2 separate regions of the Mus musculus genome follow, and region 1 is linked to region 2. Evidence: chromatin contacts called from public HiChIP or PLAC-seq data. All regions are on one chromosome and are shown on one strand. Each heading gives the region's core, a stretch centred on a gene start, on an enhancer-like site or on the middle of the called end of the contact. The rest is flanking DNA. Distances are from core to core; before and after follow the strand shown.

Region 1 (5,010 bases), core at 71-2,570, 520 kb before region 2:
CTGACAAAAAAAAAAAAAAAAAAAAAAAAAAAGCAAACAAAACAGAACTAACTAGCACAGGGGCTTAGAACATGCTAAAGGCTGAGGGGGGAGATCATTAAAAGATGGGCTAGCATTGTAATTGCTGCAAAACTCCATAAATATAATTGAAAGCCATTAAGTAGTTCACTTTACTATTATTACTGATTCTCTGTTTTTGAGGCATTCGGATATAGCTAAGAGGGGGTGGGGGTGGGGCAAGTGGCTTCAATTTTTGTGTGTAGTCAAGGGTCACTTAGAATTTCTGGGTTTCCTGCTTCCAAACTCACAGTTCTAGGATTACAGGGGTACACCACAATGCCTGGTTTATTAAATAGTAGAGGTATGTTAAAACATATACATGTAATTAAAAATAAAACTGAAAAAAATTCCAGCATGGGGGAGGGATGTCTCTGGAGTACTCCTGAGAATTCTTTATCAGTAACGGGTTGCTGGGACCTAGAGACTCATTTCTTTTTAGGAGTGTGAGCATGGGTTTTCAGTGCCTCAGTGATAGACTCCAGCCTAAGTGCATGTGAGTTGAACTAGCTGAATCCAGTGAGCTAAATAAATACTCAAAGAATTTTGGAAGGAAGATGTGATGGGGTGGAGGTGGGGTGGAGAGTGGGGTTTCAGGAGTTGAGGGGAGAGAGGGGCAGGTGGATATGATCAAGATAAATTGTATATCGGTATAACATTTTAAAAGAAAAAAGAGATGAATTATATATAAATTTATTTCAATAAATCTTTTGGAAAAAGTATGAAGCCTAGCCAAAATATCTAAAGAGCACTAGTGTGTGCTCTGGCCCGTCCTCCAGGGCTGACTGGAGGACTCAGATGGTTTCAGTAGCCCAAGACACAACACACACACACACACACACACACACACACACACACACACACACACACACACACATTGCTCTCCCCAAAGATGCTGGGTCTCCATTGACTTTCCACATTGAGCAAACCTGAAAACTGTGGGCCCTGGCTGCCCTTCTAGTATAAATCAGTCTGCGGATCCCAATTTGGACTCCAGGATCTAAGGGCAGCAGGAGTCAGAGTCCTGAGTGCTAGCTGCTAGAGGTCTTGGAGCTCCGCTGCGAAGTCTTGGGGCAGGCGATTTTCTTTTGTGAGGGTGGGGAGGAAGCTGATTTTGCAGAGGCGCTGGCAGCGTTTTCAATGTAGGGAGAGGCTCCCTGAATGGGTGCCCGGACTGGTTCCACAGAAACCGAGCTAGGAGCTGCTCAGTCCTCCGCCCACCACTGCCCACAATCCAGTTCTGCAAAACATCAGCTAGGTGGGAGGGACTCTGCAGAGGACCTAGATGACCCAGGGCCAGCCGGCCGATCCTGATCAGTCTGATCAGCTAGCTGATCCTGACCTTATCCCTGCAGAGGGGTGTGGCCAGGGCTGGCGCAAGCCTGAGGTTGGTCGCGACGCCGCCTTGTGGCTCAGACCGAGAATGTCCTACGGACCCGCAGTAAGGGCTGCAGGGCCGAGCGTGCGCCGGTGGGGAGGGGACTCAGAACAGGGTGGCCGGTGAACACAAACAGGGCGCGCCCCTCCCAAGCTGCCCTTACTCATGGCAGAGGAGCCGGAGCCAGACCTCGGGGTGGCCGAGGGCTCAGAGGATCAGGCCTTGGAGATGCCGAGCTGGAAAGCTCCGGAGGACATAGACCCCCAGGTAGGCGTCTTCCAGGGCCCGCAAAGATTCATCTGGGCTACTTTACCGTGATATGAAGAGTCCCCTAGAGTTAAGTTAAAATATATATATATATATATATATATATATATATACTATTTTAGATCTGCGCGAACCAGGAGATGCGTTGTTTAGCTGACCCCAGGAGAGAGTCATACATCCACTTCCTGTCCGCGGAGCGGGTGGGGTAGGGAGAAACTGGTTACTACTACACAGACCCAGCGCTTCGATTTAAGAAAAGCTTGTAATCTGTCCTTAGGGCAGTATCTGCTCTCCAACCCGTAGGGAAACCTCAGGAGAGTCCATGCTTGTCCTAAAGAACGGGAACCTCAGGCTAGACCTTGGGGGGAGAGGGTTGCAGCTCTCCTGTATTGGGGACTCTCACCTCCTGACGTTCATGAGTTGCTGCTTGTTCATGAGTTCATGAGTTACTTCTCTTAAGTTTTCTCTGTACCATTTTAGCCAGGAAGTTATGAGATCCGGCACTACGGACCGGCTAAGTGGGTCAGCACTTGCGTGGAGTCCCTGGACTGGGATTCAGCCATCCAGACTGGTTTCACAAAATTGAATGGCTACATTCAAGGCAAAAATGAGAAAGGTAAAAGTAGCCTCCGAGATGCTGCGATTACTGAGTTTTAGTCTCCTGAAGAATTCTGTTTTGTAATAGACGAATAACCAGATGACTGAAACTCTAATGTTTTTATTCACGATTGGCTTCAAGAACTTTAGTGTAGCTACAGTAGAGTGTTGCTGGGTTCTGCTTGTCAAGGTCTATACTTTCCTCATTTTTTTTTTTTTTTCCTAGATGAAATGGGACTCTACCTAGGGAGAAGTCCTTTCCTGTGCCAAATGCCTCTAATAGTGATATCAAGGGACAGGAAAATGCAAGGGCATGAGCCTCAAGTTGTGTGTGTGTGTGTGTGTAATTTTGCAAGTCTCTTCGCCTTAGGACCACAATTTCTGAGATATAGAGAAAAATAATTGGCCCATGTTTTCTGTGATTTCTTCTTTATGTTTAAAAATATAGAATTTATTAACCCAAGAAAACACTACAGAAAATTGTTTAATGTAGAGTAATGTGTCATTCTACCACTACCCCTTTATAAAAGAAAAACAAAAACAAAAAGATGAGACATATCAAGGGTACATATTTATAGTGGTAATGTAAAGGAAATCAAGAAACATCAGCCATAATATGCTAAAATTGCTTTCATTTTTTCCATGACGTAGAGATGAAAATCAAGCTGACAGCCCCCGTGACAAGCTACGTGGAGCCCGGCTCAAGTCCTTTCAGTGAGTCTACCATTACGATTTCCCTGTACATCCCCTCTGAGCAGCAACCCGATCCACCCAGGCCTTCAGAGTCAGATGTCTTCATTGAAGACAGAGCTGAAATGACGGTGTTCGTGCGGTAAGTGGTAGATAATTCACAGCCATGCTGCCTGCCGGCCTGCTGGCTGCTGGTTTTACCTGTGTGCATTCACCAGTCCACAAGCATCTCACCCTTCCATAAGAACCGTCTACTAGATTTCAGGATGTTTTCCTGCTGTCTTGGTTTTAAAATGTCACTGAAGTCTATTGCAAGATAGAATCCATTTATTGAGAAGTCTATTATATATCTTCCACATATAAAACATAGCACAAATTGTATCACTTGAAACATAGGACTATCCTTTCCTACAAAATAGATAGATCTGAACAATAATGCCTTCAAAAAACAGCATATGGTGTCTGTCCTAGTCTGTTTGGGCAGGCACAACGAATACTATAGACTCTGTGGCTTACCACAAACACAAGTTTGCTTTTTGTAGTTCTTTCTAGAAGCTAGGTTCAAGGTCAAGGCACTTACAGTTTTAGTGACTGGCTAGGGGCCATTTCCTGATTCATATAAGCACATTTGACCCTCTTTTGTAAGGGTGATAATTCCTTTCTTAAGGGCTCAGTCCCCCCCAGGATCTAACCACCCTCCAGAGGCTCTTTAAACTATCCCATTTGTGATTAGGAGTTTGATATGAATTTGAGAGAGACAGGCATTCAGTCCACAGCATTCTGTTCCTAACTGAAGAAACTTTGTGTCTTTCTCACTCACAAAAATGCATCCAGTCACATTTTACCAGCCCTAGAATCTTAGCCTATTTCAGCATTGACTCAAAAGACTCATTTAAATAACATTCAAATAAAATCTGGCTTGAGACTCAAAGCATGACTTATCTCAAAGCAAATTCTCTCTAGCTGTGGGCCTGTAAAAGTCAAACAAGCTATGGGCTTGTTTGTACAACATTGTGACATGCAAAGGAGGAACATCCCCTTTCAAATGGAAACCATAGAGAAGGAAAACTAACGGGCCTCAGTCAAGGCTTTAGATCTCTTTCTTGTCTCAAGGCTCTGCCTGCCAGGGTCTATTGGAATGAGATGGATGTTGGATCCCCAAAGTTTTCCTGGACAGGAATTGGGCCCTTGATACCTGACATATCTGAGTCTCATGATTCTGGATACCCCCAAGCCCAGCAAAGTTGTTAGGTTTAGAATCACCTCCTTGAGATGCTACCAGGCTACAAGTGCATACCAATCACTCTTCTGATCTGGTGTCTCCTCTCCCACAGGTCCATTAGGGAAGGCTGTAGTGGGGAGCGTCTGGGGTGGCCCAGCCCTTGCTATTGCCCTCTGCCAAAGTGCATTTGGGCATAAGGAGACATTGTTGAATACGGTAGACATGGGCTTTGCTCTTCTTTGAAAAGGGCAGCCAGACTGATTTCATTTTTACATCAGCACATTTATAATAAAACATATACCAATGAAGCATGCTAAAAATACTTTTTGCTTCTGTTTCTTAACTTTCTGTGTAAAAATCACGGTCCTTGCATGTCCTGTACTTTTGCAGGTCAGTGTGCTAGTGCGATTTAATCCCGGGATGCTTTCTTTTTAAAGAAAAAAATATGTATATGTATTTTAATTACTTAATTGATTGGTTAATTATTTTATTACACTACAGATTTTATTCTCTTCATGGCCCACCCTCCAACTGTTCCACATCCCATACCTCCTCCCTGCCCCTCTCCCCCACCCTCCCTGTCTTCACGAGAATGTTCTCACGCCCCTCCCCAGGATACTTTCATGTGTGCAGTTTATTAAACTTCTATTCTCTTTCCCATTCCTTGTAGCAGCTCTATCCCTCTACTCTGTCCTGTCTCTTTGCCTCTGTTTATATCCAAATCTCAGCAGGTTCCTTTCTGCTCAGCATCCTGTCCATGATCCCAGAAGGCCATGGGCTACTATGTCACGTTCTGGCT
Region 2 (4,660 bases), core at 708-3,207:
ATGGCCCAGCAGAGAGTAATAGGTTTCAGTGTAACAATTTTTACTTACTAAGTTCAAGTCATCTATTTTATTTTTTCCTTGCTCACAGAGTCCGGGGAAATTGCCTCATTATAACTGAAGTGACTCTACTGGAGTGTGGGTGGCCTTGCAGTGAGACCTTGCTTGGGGAAATTGTTAAGTATGGTATTTGTTTTAACACTACAATTTTGTATTATGTACATTTTTGTTATTAGACGCGTTCTCACGACCGGCCAGGAAAGACGCAACAGACCAGAATCTTCTGCGGCAAAGCTTTATTGCTTACATCTTCAGGAGCCAGAGTGCAAGAAGCAAGAGAGAGAGAAAACGAAACCCCGTCCCTATTAAGGAGAATTCTCCTTCGCCTAGGACGTGTCACTCCCTGATTGGCTGCAGCCCATCGGCCGAGTTGACGTCACGGGGAAGGCAGAGCACATGGAGTGAAGAACCACCCTCGGCACATGCGCAGATTATTTGTTTACCACTTAGAACACAGCTGTCAGCGCCATCTTGTAACGGCGAATGTGGGCGCGGCTCCCAACACATTTTAAAAGACATAAACTATAAATTTTCAGCTCCCTTCTGAGAGGAAAAAAAGAGGCCTTGAAGGATCTTACAGTCCTTACTTAGAAGATTTTGTAAGTTTGACAACAGTTACAGGACAGCTAACCACTCAGGTTCACATTCACATGGCAAACCTTGATCCTGTAGGGCAACTAGGCCACTGCTTGGGGAGAGCATGGACCCTGCACAGCTTAGGGGACCTGGCTACTCTCACATCCCCTGAAAACAGGTCTTTCTGACTATTACATTTTTAGCTTCTCACAGATTGTCCTTGGACTTCCCCAAGGCCTCCACCAGTCTCCACCCACCTTCCCAATCTCTCCTCTCTCTTCTCTCCTCTCTCTCTCTCTCTCTCTCTCTCTCTCTCTCCCTTCTCCCTCTTCTGCCCCCTCCCCTCCCCTTCTCCCACCCTGCCCCTCTCCCTCCTTAGCCCCTCCCCCGCTCCACCTCTCTCCATTCTCTACCCCCCCCCCCCTTCCTGGTTTCTGCACAAAGTCAACTTTCTTGCTCAATGAAAGTCCATTTTGGGCCTCTGTCTGACCTGGCCTTTTCCAGCCTCACCCAGATGGCTCATTCTCTACCTGTACCACCTTCAATTTCCAAGGGAGATTTGATTGGTCCAAATGATCAGTTTCACCATTGTTGTGGAGTGGCTGCTGTTTGATGAGGTTGACAAAGACTAGGCCACATTTGTGAGTGTGTGTGGGGGCTGCGGGGGGTGGGGGGGCTGAAACTCACTAGGTTGACCCGGAGTTCACAGAGATCTTCCTGCCTCCACGGAGGACGTCACCAATGACTTGGACACTTGGACACTCGTAATTAATTGGGGGTGGGAAGAGAAATTTCCCTCATGATTACATTTACAATTCCTATACAATAATTTAAGTTGAGTTTCTTTTTCAAAACTCTGGGTAGGGCAAGTACATACGATGGAAATAAAAAGAATTTGAATGATTTGAATGGTCAATGAAATGTAGGAAACAATGAAGCGAAACAAATGTATTCCGTCTCAAGATCTAGAATCAAAATCGGTAGACCTGGCCTTGAAGAATGAAGGTGTTTGCAAATTGAGTCTTTTTTACTTTATTATTATTATTATTTGTCTTGAGCCTAATGCTCTGCATACAGAACCCACGTGAGGCTCTGTTTTCCTAGGAGATCTCAGAATTTAGCACGCTGGGGGAGCTTTTTCTCTTGTTGGGTAAGATACTCTGTCAGGAAATGAAGATGCATTAGGCTGTGGGTCCTGACGAGTAGGACGAGAGAGGTGATGGTACTTTGTGTGTGCATTCCTAGAAACCTGCCTCCAGCTTTGGCGTTGGCGCGGGTTTCCTCCTCCTAGGCGTGTCCCGGGAGAATGGGCGGCCCCTTTCCAGACAGCACTTAGTCTTACTTGCCCCCTACGCCTCTCCTTGTCCCCTCCCTCCTCCACTGCAGCCTTTCTCTTAGCCCGGGCCACTTCCTTCTTCTGCCTGTTCCTCCCCAGGGCGCGGAAGCCGAGTACAGGGTTCAGACCCACGCAGCAGCAGCTCTTCCGTGAAGAAGGAAGCAATCGGAGAGGTGAGCTAGTCCTGGAAGGCGCTGGGGGAAAGCTGGACCCGACGTCTGGGAAGTCTGAGCCCCGGGTGGAGGGTAAGGACCTCGGGGTGCCGCGGTACAGCTAGAGGGGCCTTGGACACGCGCCCTTTGTACCCCACTGGCGGGAACCCCACTCGGCCAGCACACTTCCGCACTGGGCTCACGTGACGTTTTGCCGGCCGGGGGCGGACCAGGAGAGGGGCAGCCCCAATCGATGTTTGCAGCGGTGCAACGTGTGGGTTTTGCATTTGGCGTCAGCTTGGTTGGGTGGGGGGCTGGGGGTGAGGTTACGGGGTGCGGAAAGACTGGGGGGGGGGATCCCGGGGCAATGAAGTGGTGTCATGACATTGCTCTCTGCACTGCGGAGGGCAGGTGAGGAAGGGAAAGTAGGACTCGTGGGGCTCCCGGGCTGTGCCTTCGGGTGCGCTGACGGTGGGGGACCGAGGGAGGGTGAGTTGCGAAGACAAAGGGACGAAGCGCTTGTGGTCCCGGGCTCTGCAGCCCTATGCAGTTCAGGAGTGAGGGAGTGGTACACACAGACCTCAGGATTTGGGGATCCATATTTGGCAAGACCTCAAACTTGTAGGAGGAATGACCAAATATGGAGTCAGCTGGAACCAGCGAATAGGGACGAAGGTGAGCCTTTGACCCGCGCCAGCTGTTAGTGATAGAAGGGAGGCTGGAAGACCGCCTAGCTCGCGTGTAAAGTTGGCTGTCGGTTCCCGAGCAGGCGACTCTAGAAGGCTTTATTTCCTTGGCCTATTGCCTCTAGAGTTTTAAAACATAACTAGAGAAGGCTCCTGACATTCCTTTCCAAATGTGTATCGATGAAGCTTTCTAGCATGTGCCAAGCCCCTCTCCTTGTGAGACCCACTCAGACAGCCTAATTAGAATCTGAGACAGTTAGACAGGCCCGGCTGACATCTGCCGCTGCCCGTCTTCTGGCCCAGCCTCTCGCAGACAGGCTCATTTTCTTAGGTTTGCTTTGCTATGACCTCTCATTGTTCTTGATCTCTCAACGAAGAGAGGTTTCTCTCCGGCTTTTAGACTGCCCTGGGTCTATTGTATAATGTGAATATTTTCTTCTCTTTTCCCCTCCCATATTAAGTGACTAAAACCTATTGAGTTGGGTTTGCAGTAGCAAACCTATTATTTTCCTATTCATAAGGGTCCAGACTGCGAGGCTGTTCTTGCTTTGTAAATGATCTGCCTTAGTAAGCACTCAGTATATGATATCACATAAGGATACACTATTGCATTAGATTCGTTTGTGTAACAGTAAAAGAACGGGAAGACCTGGCAAGATGGTGTGCTGGGAACACGGCTTATGTGGCATTAACTGTTGTGAGCTTGTTTCATTCGCAATGAAATAAGTACTTCGTAGTGTTCTTAGAATTTCATGAATTAGGGTAAAGGCACTTACTCACTGCGAAGCCTCATGACCAGATTTTAATCCCTGTGACCCACATGGGAAAGCCCACAAGTTGTGTCTGACCTTCACATTCATACCCTCCCCAAAAGAAATACATGTAAAAAAAGATTTTTGTAAAAGAAATTAATTATGAATTAATTCGGCTAAGGAACCTGGCGTGTAATTTCTGGGGTTACAGTCATAGGATCTCCCACACCCCACATTTGTATGTAGGTTCTGGGGCTCAGACGCGGTAATCTCATGCTTATAAAGCAAGAGTCTTACCAACTGAGTCATCCCCCTGCCTCCCAATCTGCGTTTCTGTTATATCTGTCCATCCTAACCAATAGAACAATACCAAACATGTAGACTACGTATATAAATATATTACGATGATTCTAGTTATGTTTTGTTATTTGCTTTTAAATAAAATGTTGTTAAGCTAACTGGATCACTATTCTTTATCATGTAAGAAATAGAAACTACATGCACTACATGTTATAAACAGGGAAAATATCATTGGTTCATAAAATCAGAAGTTCCAGGATCGGGGACAGGCTGAGTCATTTTTATGCCTAGATTTTCTTTCTGCTGGATTTCCCAGATGGGTTTTCCCATATGGTCTCATTTACATGAGGGTTGGAAATGCTCATGTTAGAAACAGTGGAAAAGGGTGTTATTTACTAGTAGTTTAGCAAAATCTTGAGACTGAACTTAACTGTTTTGAATGAGAGCTCTTGTTCTCAGACCTCCATATGTGTACCCCTACCCCCAAATAAGTAAATTTTAAGCCCCCACCGCAAATAAATAAATTTTAAAAACGCTTAAAAACGGTTTATATAAATTAATTCAAATTAGGATCGGGATGTCTTTAACTTGTCCTGCTGACTCTGGGTCGCTGCTGGAGCTGAGGATCATGCTTGGTCCACACGCACAGGGAAGTGCTGTCCCCAAACAAGACTCAGGCTGCTGGTGCCAGAGTGGGAAAGCAGTTCTGGCCCCACCAGGCAGCAGCTGGCCACCACTGAGACAGACAGGCTTATTCCCACCACTGTTCTGTATGCCTTGGGGATAGCTTAGCTCTTTAGT

The links. HiChIP or PLAC-seq counts read pairs in DNA pulled down with a chosen protein or histone mark.
Region 1: an H3K4me3 HiChIP or PLAC-seq map of bone marrow-derived macrophages shows a contact between it and region 2, with 5 times the contacts expected there. The contact joins the promoter of Hebp2 here to the promoter of Abracl in region 2. A contact is called at or near these places in 3 of 115 datasets of contacts at active chromatin or transcription factors (bone marrow-derived macrophages, embryonic forebrain and embryonic hindbrain).

The regions. Positions count from the first base shown.
Region 1 is chr10:18,542,386-18,547,395 of GRCm38.p6, reverse strand. Hebp2 (heme binding protein 2) reads left to right here and starts at 1,320. Exons shown (of 4, transcript NM_019487.3): 1 at 1,320-1,702; 2 at 2,183-2,318; 3 at 2,951-3,131. The coding sequence starts at 1,601.
Region 2 is chr10:18,020,549-18,025,208 of GRCm38.p6, reverse strand. Abracl (ABRA C-terminal like) reads left to right here and starts at 1,957. Exons shown (of 3, transcript NM_028440.1): 1 at 1,957-2,142.